Regions from separate parts of the Sus scrofa genome. Here region 1 is linked to region 2. The links are chromatin contacts, called in public Hi-C maps. All regions are on one chromosome and are shown on one strand. Each heading gives the region's core, a stretch centred on a gene start, on an enhancer-like site or on the middle of the called end of the contact. The rest is flanking DNA. Distances are from core to core; before and after follow the strand shown.

What was found. A called contact is a pair of places that touch in the nucleus more often than the background predicts.
Region 1: a contact with region 2 is called in a Hi-C map of liver, with 2.8 times the contacts expected there. The contact joins two enhancer-like sites. A contact is called at or near these places in 1 of 5 promoter capture datasets (liver) and 5 of 47 Hi-C or Micro-C datasets (liver and skeletal muscle).

The regions. Positions count from the first base shown.
Region 1 is chr10:18,345,561-18,351,419 of Sscrofa11.1, reverse strand. All of the region lies in intron 10 of SMYD3 (SET and MYND domain containing 3), which reads left to right. Among named protein-coding and RNA genes, the nearest start is that of KIF26B, 640 kb to the right of the region's middle. Within about 2 kb of position 2,794, at least 2 of the 83 cell types and tissues checked have an H3K27ac peak or open chromatin away from gene starts, as enhancers often do. A contact at or near this core is called in liver, where this site is marked.
Region 2 is chr10:18,217,860-18,223,667 of Sscrofa11.1, reverse strand. KIF26B (kinesin-like protein KIF26B) reads right to left here. Exons shown (of 16, transcript XM_021064466.1): 16 at 3,616-5,808. Among named protein-coding and RNA genes, the nearest start is that of KIF26B, 510 kb to the right of the region's middle. Within about 2 kb of position 1,452, at least 3 of the 83 cell types and tissues checked have an H3K27ac peak or open chromatin away from gene starts, as enhancers often do. A contact at or near this core is called in liver, where this site is marked.

The DNA.
Region 1 (5,859 bases), core at 1,545-4,044, 130 kb before region 2:
CAGCCTGACTTTTTAAAAGCACAGCCAGATTTCTTTCCATGTGGAAAGTCCTGTGTTGGAGCAGGACAGTGTCCCTAGACGTGGCTGGGGCATTCTGTCGTCTAGATGGACATGGACACACACACACACACACACACACACACACACGGCAAACACCTCAAGAACCTCGGCATGTCTCCAAGGCCAGCAGGGCCTTGAGGATGGTAGAGGAGTGGTCAGTGGGCCCCTCCTGCACCAGCTCCCAGGAGGCCAGCTCTTCCTCGGGTCAGGCAGCGTCTCTGATAAAGGGAGGATGTTGGAAGGCTAAACTAGTTGTATCCGCTTGAATTTCCATTTCTGCCAGAGACTTCCATGAGGATGTTACTTTCTCTCCTTTTTTTCCCCTTCATAAATGATACTTGTGAAACGTGGAAACAGGTGGGAGAGGAGTGTGCGTGCATGTGTGTGCCGCGTATGCGCCATGGGGCTGGGGCACACATGCCCACCCTGGTGCCCAGCTCTGAGAAACAAAGAAATGAGTGTGGCATCTTTGCCTCTGATTTTAAAGAAGAAAAGCAACACCCCAGCCCAGAGCCTTTATCTGTTTAATGTACCAGAACTCAACTGCAGGAAACCGGTTCCTGTGTTAGCATATCATCAAAATGTGCACTGCAGCTGCCTGGGAATGGCCAGATTATTATGGCTGGGGGCCGTCCTGGGTTATGATCTGGAAGAATTTGAATCACCCTTTACGTTTTTTTCCCTGTTCTCATTTTGATTTTGGCAGGGGCAGAAGAAGAGAATACTCCCAAGAGATTCAATTATTTCCCTTCAAAATTCTCTTGGAATCATAATGACTATTAGAAATTGAAGGCACCCATATCTCATGCTAGTCAGCCTAACTGGTAATTAAAGTGCAATTAAATTTTTCACGGTGTAGATGGTGACTGTTTTTTTCAGGGAAATTACAAACTCCGGGCCCTTGAGAGTTATGGGATTAATCTACAGACATTTAATAATTCAGCTTTGATCAGATGCAGTTGCTGACGGCTCTCTGAAAGGGAAGGGGAATAGTATGGTATTGTCGTGATATTAATGGTGCATTTTAATTTTATTTGGTTTCTTAGAGACCAGAAAATAACTACCAGTCCATGAATGAAAGGCCATTTTCAAATTGGCTGTTGCTGCCTCTCACGAACATGTGCCAGCAGTGACAGTTCCGCTGCCAGCTTCGCTTTTTGCAAGTAACTTTGCACAATCCAGGGCCCCTTCCCGACTTGTCACCCTGGGCAGAAGTTGGGAGGCTTCATTTCTTGACCCGGTCTGGCATTGGCCAAATGTTTTTTTCCTTCTTTCCTTCCCTTCATTGACAATGTCCTTGGGTTGCAGGGCTGTGCTAATAAGGAATTTCTTGACTCGATCTGAGGCCAGTGGCTCCACCGAGACCTGGTCAGTTCTGGGGTCTCCATGCTGAGAGCACCCTGGCCGGAGGTGAAGCACCTAGAGTAGAGCTCCAGCTCCCTTAGCCTGGCCACTGTGCCAGGAGATGCTAGGGTGCTGGCTGGGAAGGGGTGAGACTTGGAAGCAGCAGCTGGACCGTGCCTCACCCCTGAGTGTCACAGAGGCCCACCTTCAGGCCCTATCTTCAATCAGATTCATTTCAAACTTTTGGGAAGATATGGCTTTAAAAAAAAAAAAAAATCCCATTTTGCAAATTCATCTCGAGAAATACCACATCCCGAATTGGCAGGATGTAAGTGTTACCGAGTCCAAGCTCATTCTGTTCACCACACGACAGGCCAGTAAATCGGGAGATGAGGTGCCGGGGCAAGGACAACATCTTTGCTTTTTAGGCCTGCATCCGCGGCATATGGAAGTTCCCAGGCTAGGGGTCAAATCGGAGCTGCAGCTGCTGGCCTACGCCACAGCCACAGCAACACAGGATCCAAGCCACATCTGCAGCCTACACCACAGCTCACGGCAACACCAGATCCTTAACCCACTGAGAGAGACCAGGGATTGAACTCGCATCTTCATGGATATTAGTGGAGTTTGTAACCTGCTGAGCCACAATGGGAACTCCAGAATAACAATTTTTAATCCGAAAGCCGGCAGACCAGTGTCTCATAGACCCTTCTCCCCAAAGTCAGAATGCAGGCTCCTTTTTTACCAGAAAGTGGAAGGGGAGCAGTCCTGTGGTCAGTTGTTGCAAACCTCTTGTTGCAGAAAAGCCTTTGTTCTCGGGGCTCTCCTCCTCGCTCAGGTCACAGTCAGGTCGCCATGGTCCTGTAAACCTCCAAACAAACAAGTGTCCTTCTCTGCTCTGCAACTTTTTTTTTTGGGGGGGGGTCTTTTTGCCTTTTTCTAGGGTTGCTCCCACAGCATATGGAGGTTCCCAGGCTAGGGGTCTAATTGGAGCTGTTGCCACCGGCCTACACCACAGCCACAGCAATATGGGATCCAAGCCACGTGTGCAACCTACACCATATCTCACGGCGATGCCGGATCCTTAACCCACTGAGCAAGGCCAGGGATCGAACCCGCACCCTCATGGTTACTAGTCGGGTTCCTTAACTACTGAGCCACGACGGGAACGCCCTGTTCTCCAACTTTTTATCTAAAAATGTAATACTTTTAAAAGTTGTAGCCTTGAGAATAGACTCTCCTGGATATTTCAAGCTCTGGGTAACATCCTTTTGCAATAGGTGCAGAGCCAGGATGACTCAGCACGAGTGACAGAAGATGAGGTTAAAGTTAAACGAAAAAGAACGGATCTGATGTGGAGTCAGATTTGTTCTTCCTCTTACATAAGTTTTTGAGCAAATTTGCACAGTCCAATGTAGCAGCTAAGAGGTGAGATAGGAATCAAGTAGGGCAGTGCTGCATATCCACTGCTTTGAAGTCTCTTAGTTTAGACATAGGTTTCTGCGTCTCTCAGCCTCACTTTTCCTATCTCTAAGGTGGATGTGTTGACATTACCCGCTCCATAGGGTTGTAATAAGGCTTACAGGAGATAAATCTTAGTGAAATGCATGGCACACAACAAGCACTCAGCAAATATTTGCTGCGAATGTTTTCATTATTGATATATGGGATGGAGTATTGGCATTCTTTTTGGGGTTTTGTTTTGTTTGTTTTTTGTTTTTTTGGCTGCCCTGTGGCATAGGGAGTTCCTGGGCCAGGGATCAGATTGAGCTGCATTGTGACCTAAGCTGCAGCCGTGGCAATGCCAGATCCTTAACCCACGGTGCCAGGCTGGAGACCGAACCTGCATCCCAGCGCGCCCAAGACACCCTCGATCTGTTGCAACACAGCAGGACCTCCTTTTTGGGGGGCACATTTTAATTCCGCATCGCCACTTTGGAGTTCTTTTAGAATACTTCCTAACACCCTACAGCTTAGACTTCTTCCCCTTGTCTTTCTCTTCCTTTGCCCGTCCCCGTGAATAGCAAGGAAGTTGAACCCCCTGGAAAGACTGTTTTATTCTTCATCATCTCACCAGCAGCTAACTTGTTTCAGGGCGCCTGGTAGGCCTCAATGTATAATGGATGTCTACGGGGTAGAAGGAAGGTCCAAAACCAATTAGACCGTGGGGTCGGAGAGAAAAGAACCATTCTGATTTCTGTATCCTTCCGTCTCCAGTCATCTGCCGCACGCAGCAGCAGTAGCGAGGGACTTGGGAGTATAAATTATGCTAAACTCGTAGCCGCAGATTCTTCAAGTAATGTGCCCGCGCCTGGATGCTGAAAGCATATTTATCAGGTGAGACAGCAGCTACGGAGTCTCCTATTAGCTCACGGGATAATGGCACAATGCATCATCAGTCGGCATTGGGAACAGTGCACCATTTTCGTTCGGTCGTCTGGAGCCAGGGATGGGGTGAACACTGAATACTGATTTTCCAATGGTGACTAATAGATAGGAAAAGGCAGAATGTTTTTTGGTTCCATCTCGTGCTTTGCCCATGCCACCGATTTTGGCAGTACATTAAAATCAACCTTTATTTGCCTGAAACAATAAATTACAAGAGCAGAAAGTAGGCAGGAGGACTCAGGACACAAACGAGCAGATGGTTATTACTTTCTGCATTGTGCATTCGCAGATGTTTAACGGGTTCAGAGAAGAGACAGATTTTACTCGGAACATTGAGTATTATTCTGATTTTTTAATTTTATCTTATTTTAAAAGTTTACTTATTTTTGGCTGTGTGCAGCATGCAGAAGTTCCTGGGCCAGGGATCCAACCCACACCACAGCAGTAACCCAAGCCACAGTCATGAAAACGCCAGATCTTTAACCTACTGAGCCACCAGGGAACTCCTCCAGTGTTTTTATTACTAGAATAATGTGGGAATATTCTAATAGCTGCAATCTAATAACTTGATTTTTTTTTTTTTTTTTTGGTCTTTGTCTAGGGCTGCACCTATGGCATATGGAGTTTCCTAGGCTAGGGGTCGAATCAGAGCTGTAGCCGCCTGCCTACATGACAGGATCACGGCAACACCGGATCCTTAACCCACTGAGCGGGGCCAGGGATCAAACCCGCAACCTCATGATTCCTAGTCGGATTCATTAACCACTGCGCCACGACGGACTCCATTGTGTGTGTGTGTGTCTTTTTGTGGAGAGGACTCTAAGGATTGTTGAGCTACAGCCTGTCCCTTTATAGATGCAAGTATCATATCAGCGAGTTAAGAAACTTGCCCAGGGTCAGAACCAGGACAGGGCTCAGGGCCTCCTGGTCCTGACTTTTCCCTCATATTCTGTCATTTCAGAGAGCAATGCTGACTGGCCTTCCAGAGAGGGACATCATATCATTCCCTACCCTCTTCATACCTCCACTTTGGTTATTCTTTTTTTTTTTTCTTTTTAGGGCTGAACCTTTGGCGTATAGAAGTTCCCAGGTTAGGGGTCACACTGGAACTGTAGCCACAAGCCTATGCCACAGCCACAGCAACATGGGACCCAAGCTTCATCTATGACCTACACCACAGCTCATGGCAACGCTGGATCCTTAATCCACTGAGTGAGCCAGAGATCGAACCCACGTCCTCATGGATCCTAGTTGGATTTGTTTCTGCTGCGCCACAACGGGAACTCCTGTTTATTCTTTTTAATTATGGAATTTTAGGTCACAGATAGATAGATGGAGGGACATTAGAAACTGAAGCCAGAAATCTTCAGAGCCCAGAGCCAGGCCCTAGACGACAGCCTGCAGCCGCTGACCTGGGGTCTCTGAAGTGTGATTGAATTCCATCTCTAATACAACAATCCTTCTGCTCTAGGAGCCAGAAGAAGTTTTTAAAAGATTATTTCTCCAAGTCCAGTAGAAAAAAAAAAATATGTTGGAGAAATTTAAAAAACATCATCTTAAAAACAAATAATCATTTCAAAGAAATTAAATAAATAAAATTCGCCTTGGTCTTACTATCAAGTAGCTATTTTTATAGTTTATAGTAAAGAAGAGGAGAGAGTCACTGCATGATTTGGGGTGAAGGACAGATCAGTACTTGACTCTGATGCTAGGACTCACGTAGCTGGGGGCCGCAGTGGCCTTGTAGCACCTGTTGAGCTGGTCCCCAGTGAAAACTTGTAGAACTCTATCTCAGGAACAGGGTCAGGTCGGGTCTCTCCCATGCTGTGGACTTTCAGTAATTTTTTGTTTATGTGCAGGTTCATTCTGAAGGTAACTCAAATTTATTTTAAATAAATCAAATGATTAGAGTGTAAAACACAGTGGAATGCATTCACAGCAATGTTGATACATTCCTGAAATCCATTCCCCAGGAATCATTGGACTGGATGGTACAACACACGGCCTGCCTTTAACGGAAGGACTGATTGACGGGTATAGCATAGCTGTAATCAAGACGCTGTACAG
Region 2 (5,808 bases), core at 203-2,702:
ACCACAGCTCATGGCAACGCAGGATTCCCCAACCCACTGAGCAAGGCCAGGGATCGAACCCACATCCTCATGGATCCTAGTCGGGTTCGTTACCACTGAGACACAGTGGGAACTCTGGTTCTTCTTTTTTTTTTTTTTTTTTAAGGAAGGCTCTCGTGGTATGGAAAGCTCATATTAAATTAGTGTGTGTGCTTTCCTCGTGTTAATCTGTCTCATGTCAATTTAAGTCCAAGGCCCAGCCCCTAAGAGGCGAGATAAAGTCTTGCCTTTGCTACGTCTCTAGAGCCTAATATTTAGGGATGTATACACATGTCCTACTTTAGGTATAACGGAACTCATAGTGAGAACTTGTTGCATCTTACAGCAGGAGGGCGGCCCACGCTGGACCTCCTCGCTATGTATTTGTGGAATGAACAAATCAGTGACTCAATGAAATCGGAGTTGAGAGAGGAAGACATCACTCTAAGTGGGGCCATCAGGGGAGGCCTCTAAGTACTGTTCAGGGGAGGCAATTTAAGACATGGTTACTCTCAGTGTGTGTAAAACGCTAGTAATGTTTTATTCGTCTTGTTACAGCTGTTTCACTTTTAGGAATTTATCCTACGGGGCTTGCCAGAGAGGCCAAAGAGATTTATGTTCAACATGTTTATCATATTATAATTTATCATAGCAAAAAAGTGACAACAGGAGTTCCCGTCGTGGCTCAGTGGAAATGAATCTGACTCGCATCCATGAGGACACCAGTGCGATCCCTGGCCTCCCTCGGTGGGTTAACATCCGGCGTTGTCCTGAGCTGTGGTGTAGGTCACAGATGCAACTCGGATCCTGTGTTGCTGTGGCTGTGGGATTTGCCGCCTAGCTTGGGAACCTCCATATGCCTCAGGTGTGGCCATAAAAAGACCAAAAAAAAAAAAAAAAAAAGTGAAAATGATTTTAAGATCCAATAGCAGGGAAGTGTAATATGGAATAATGGTTGGAATATTCTGCAGCCAGTTAAAGTCAATTAGGAGCACATGTTCTGATTGGGGAAATAAATGTGCGTGGTGGGATTTTTAATGGGTGGAAAGCCAGTTCCAAAAGGGTTATGTCTATGATTATACAAAATTTGTACAGGTGTTTGTGTGTGTTTATAAAATAATCACAGGGGTTCTAGGGAGTGAGATTAAAGGTCATGTTTATTGTCTAGTTCCAGCTTTTCCAAAGTCCAGTTTTTAAAAAAGGCTTTTTTTTTTTTTTTTGCTGGCTCTTCAGGGAACTTGGGGTTTGTAGAGCTCTGTTAGCCAATGCAAAGCCTTTATTTCCAGTTTTTCTTCTGAGCACATGCAAGGAGGTGTCATGCAGACATCTGGACCCAGGACCCCTGAGGAGGGAAGGGGCCGGAAGGCTGGGCTGAGCAGGGGCAACTTAATTACAAGTGGCAAACAGATGCCACATTGTTTCCCCAGCACGCAGACGGACCTGGACCTGGGCACCCAGAGCAACTTCCTCAGGTGGCTTCGGATCGGTCACCTTCCCTGATAGAGAGGCTAGGTGGCTTGGGGGTGGGGGTGGGGCTTGGAGAAGTCTGCCCCTCCTCCTAAACCCCTCAGCCTCCTAGATTCTTCTCCAGCTCTTGGCAAATGCAGGGAGAAGGCTTCTGGGCAAGGGCTTCTGGGCACAGCTGAGGGGCACTGGGGACAGTGAGGCCCAGCAGACAGGCCGAGGGCTGGGCTGCCCTGGGGCTCCGTGGGGGGGCTGAACGTCCATGGGGCAGTGGTGGGGAGCAGGGGGAGTGACCTGCAGAAGGAGCTATGCTTGTTCTCGCTCCTTCCTTCCCCTCTCTTAGACCTTGGGCCCAAGAAGACTCTTCTGGAAGTAAGGCCTGGCCCAAGGCTCCAAATAGAGGAAAAGGGGTGCACGGTGGGGGTTGGGGGGTGGCGGGAGAAGACTTCACCCTACCTTGAGGGGGACTGTGTTTGCCTGTTTGTAAGGGGGTTTCTGTGATTCTCCCCACGTGGCCGCCTCGAGAGGAGCGCACGCCGGTGGCCACTCCCAAGACCCTCGCCTCCAAGTCCTTCCCCCACAACGAGCCACAGTCGTCCCCCCGCCCCGTTTTCCCAGGGGATCCCCCAAGAACTGCAGTCAGGTCCAACCCAGATTCCTATGGAGCCTCTGCTTTGCCCTGGGACCCAGTGCCCGTGAGAGCCTGTGTGCGCCCTTGGAGAAAGGGGTCTCTGTCTCCCCCGGTCCCGTGGAGCTCCTGCGCACCAGCCCCACGGCCTTCAATGCCAGATGTTCCAGGGGCTCCGTCTCCCAGTGCCAGATCCCCAGGCGTGGGGACCCGAAGTGGGGCTCAGAACTCTCACTCCTGCAGGTGAGTCTGTGATACAGTCACTTTCCAGTCTCTGGGGCTGCTCAGCCGGCGGGAATGGGGTTGCTTCCATCACGTCGTCGCCCTCCTTCCGTCTTGATGTGGCCTCTTCTTTGTCTTGCGGAGTAGAATGTCTTTTGGAAAGTTTCCAGTCCATTTGGTTGAAAGTTGCTCAGCATTTGGTTGTAATTTTGTTGTTTTTATGAGAAAAGTTGAGCTCCAGTCCCATTCTGCCATCTCCATCCTGTCTCCTGGTTCTTTGGTTTAAAAAGTCTGACATTTCTGCAGACTCCAGACTCCTGCCCAGGTTTGTTTTTGGTTTTTTTTTTAGGGCCGCACCCACAGCATATGGAAGTTCCCAGGCTAGGGCTCCATGCGGAGCTGCAGCTGCCAGCCTACACCACAGCCATGCCAGATTCGCGCCGCATCTGCGACCTACACCACAGCTCAGAGCAACACCGGATCCTTAACCCACGGGGCAAGGCCAGGGATCGAACGTCATGGCTACTAGTTGGCTTTGTAACCGCTGAGCCACGAGAACTTCTTAGCTCCCAACTTCTTAAGAACTTATGGCTTCTGCTACAGTGGCCCAAAGGGAGCCCACAAGGGTCTGATGGGGTCTGGGGACAGAAGAGGCGGGGAGCCGGGAGCTGTGCATGTCCGGGCCAGCTCAGCAGAGTAGGAGACATGGATTCAGAGCAGGGCTGTGCTTGGAGCTGCCCTCTCTCTGGGGCTGTTAGAGCACGTGGTGATTGGACAGATGAGGTGGCAGCATCAGGGCAGGGCCCGGGGCAGTGTCTGCCATGGGGGGGGGCTGCCCTTCCTCCAATTTCTGACCTTGTTTTTGCTTTCTTACCTGAATGTACCCAGTTACAGGTGAGGCCAGCATAGGTGTGACAGGGACTGTGTGTCCAGCTCCAAGGAAGCTGCAGTGCCAGCCCCAGAGGCCCTGGACTGCGGGAGCAGTACCAGGCCACCGAAACTTCAGCACATCAACACCCAGCTTCTTGACACTTTTCCTGCGTGATCACCAGCCCGGTGACTCCCAGGGACACAGGGCAGTGGCAGGGCTCTGGGACTTCTCCACCCATGCCCACCTGAGCTTCTGACCTTGTTGGGGGCCAGTCCATCCTTGGAAGTCCCTAGAAGCCTGGAAGGAAGTCCTTGGCCCAGGTGTTGCCCTCGTGAAAAGAACCTGCTCTGGGCCTTGAATTGTTTCCCCCGGTTCAGAAGCACCAGCGGGACAGAGGAAGTCATGACTCTGAGTAGGAGAAGAGTGAACATTTAATGCCATCATAGTTTGATTCTTTTTAAACACCAGATTCTTCTTTTGACAACATTTTACACCTCATATGCCACAACAAGTCAGAGATCGTAGCCAGCAAACAATGTCTTTACACTGGAAATGGCACACAGCTTAATGAATTCATGTCACCAGTTGTGGGGGTTTTTTTTTTGTTTTTTTTGGGGGGGGGGTTGAAAATGCTTAATTTTCTTTTCCAGACTGTTCTCCAGGTAGCCAGTTCACACGTATCATGACCAAGCCAAAAGCTAACTTTTAGATCGCTATGGGAAGGCCCGTACACAAACCCAGCCTGTTTGCAAATAGGCTGCTTGGGACCTCCCCAGGCACGGGAGAGTCAAATTTCTGACATGAACAAATGAATTTTCTTCAAAAAGCATAACGGCGAACACCTGTAAGCTAGGAACATACTTTTTAAAACGGCACCAATCGTTTATCCAAACAGTGAATTTAAAACAATGACGTGGAAGACCACCCTTGAACCTCAAATAAGGGTATATGCCCTTGTTGGTGAATTTGCTGTTTCCGACCCAATAAATGCACTGGGGCAGGCCCTTGGCTCCCCTTTTCAAACTGGCCCATTTCTACAGATTAGCATATTCATATATACATACATACACACGTGACGAGAGCGGAACATCATTTTGCGCACTGTCCTCCCCTTACAGACTCGAAAACTGTGTTCCAGAGAAGCTGGGCCATAGATCCAAAGCCAGAGGACTAGCAGGAGTTAGCGCTCAAGTTTTCTGTCCCATGTGCTCTTGCACCATGTCACACACCTTCTGTACACATGCACCTGTACCCGCCCCGTGCACACACGTCAGTCCATAGGTGTGGTGTGTGTCCACGCAGCCACACGTTTGGTGCGACAGCCTCTCATGGGAAGAGTCCAAGATGCTGGACTCGAGTCCCGGTTGGGCTCTACGACAACTCCCTGTGAACTTGGGCCCATCGCTGGCTATTGACGTCAATTTCTTCATCTACAATGACCAGCCCTCGGCTTCTGTACAGAGCTTTCATTTCTTCAAAGCACTTCCTATCGTCTATACCATTTTCTCTTTACATCCTCCCAGAAGGGCAGCTGGCAAGACCCCCGGCCTTCTATGGGGAGCCCGAGGCCCAGAAAAGTGAAGCAAACTTGCCCAAGGTTGCATAGCGAGCGAGCCAAGAAACCAGGCCCGGGCCTGGTTCACTCCCTCCGAGCTCAAGGCTTTTCCTCCTAGATTTAGCTGCCTCTTGAATGAGACTACTGATCCCAGCCCCTCCCAGCCTCTCAGGGATCCAGCGAAGGGACAAGATGCCTTAAGCATTACGGGTTGTAAGACTCACTAAAGTGCTTTGGTTTCTCCAGAAAAAAACACCTACTCTATATCTAGTCAAGGTAAGGGACTCCAGCTTCCTTTCCCCAACCCCTTTCAGTAACTTTGGGGGGTGGAGTGGGGTGTCTTAGGGAAATGTGGGAACCTAATACTGTCTGCACTTGTCCAGACTTTCGTGTTGGACCGACAGGAAGAGGCTGGATCCTCTTTCACTGAGGCTTGAGACGGCTGATGGCCAAGGCCAGTGTCATCAAATTCAAAAGGAAAGGGCTGTTTCCCCTGTAGCTCCTTACTATAGGAAGCCATTCAATTTGGAACAAAGCCCTATACTTTGAGGATGGGACCCTAATCCCTGCTCTCCTGGTTGATTTCTCTTTCCTCCCCTCTGTCTGCGTCTCCATTCGCAGAGCTTGCTAGACTGAGGATGAAAAAGCAGCCACTGACCGAGCCACCAAGCTGACACTTCCATGCATAGCACTCGGACAGCAGGTCCAACCAGGACGTACAAATAAACCTAAAACACGAGCGACACTACAAAGCAACAGCCTGAGTTTACAAAGAAGCTAGAACTTTTTCATCAATTGAATATGACCAGGTGACCGGGTGGGACGTGGGTTAGCAGGGGGGAGGAGGGAAAGAGTGAGTCTCTTTAGTTGTGGAAGGTAATTTCTCCATGTACATAAGATAGATGTGTGAGTGCCAGGATTTCAGCGCTCACCCTACACATAGGGATGCTAGGAACTGCATTTAGAGACTATTGATTAGATATCAAGGCTGAAGGCTGGGTACAGCCTCAAGCACCACTGTATGTCCGATATTATGACATTGCCTCCGGT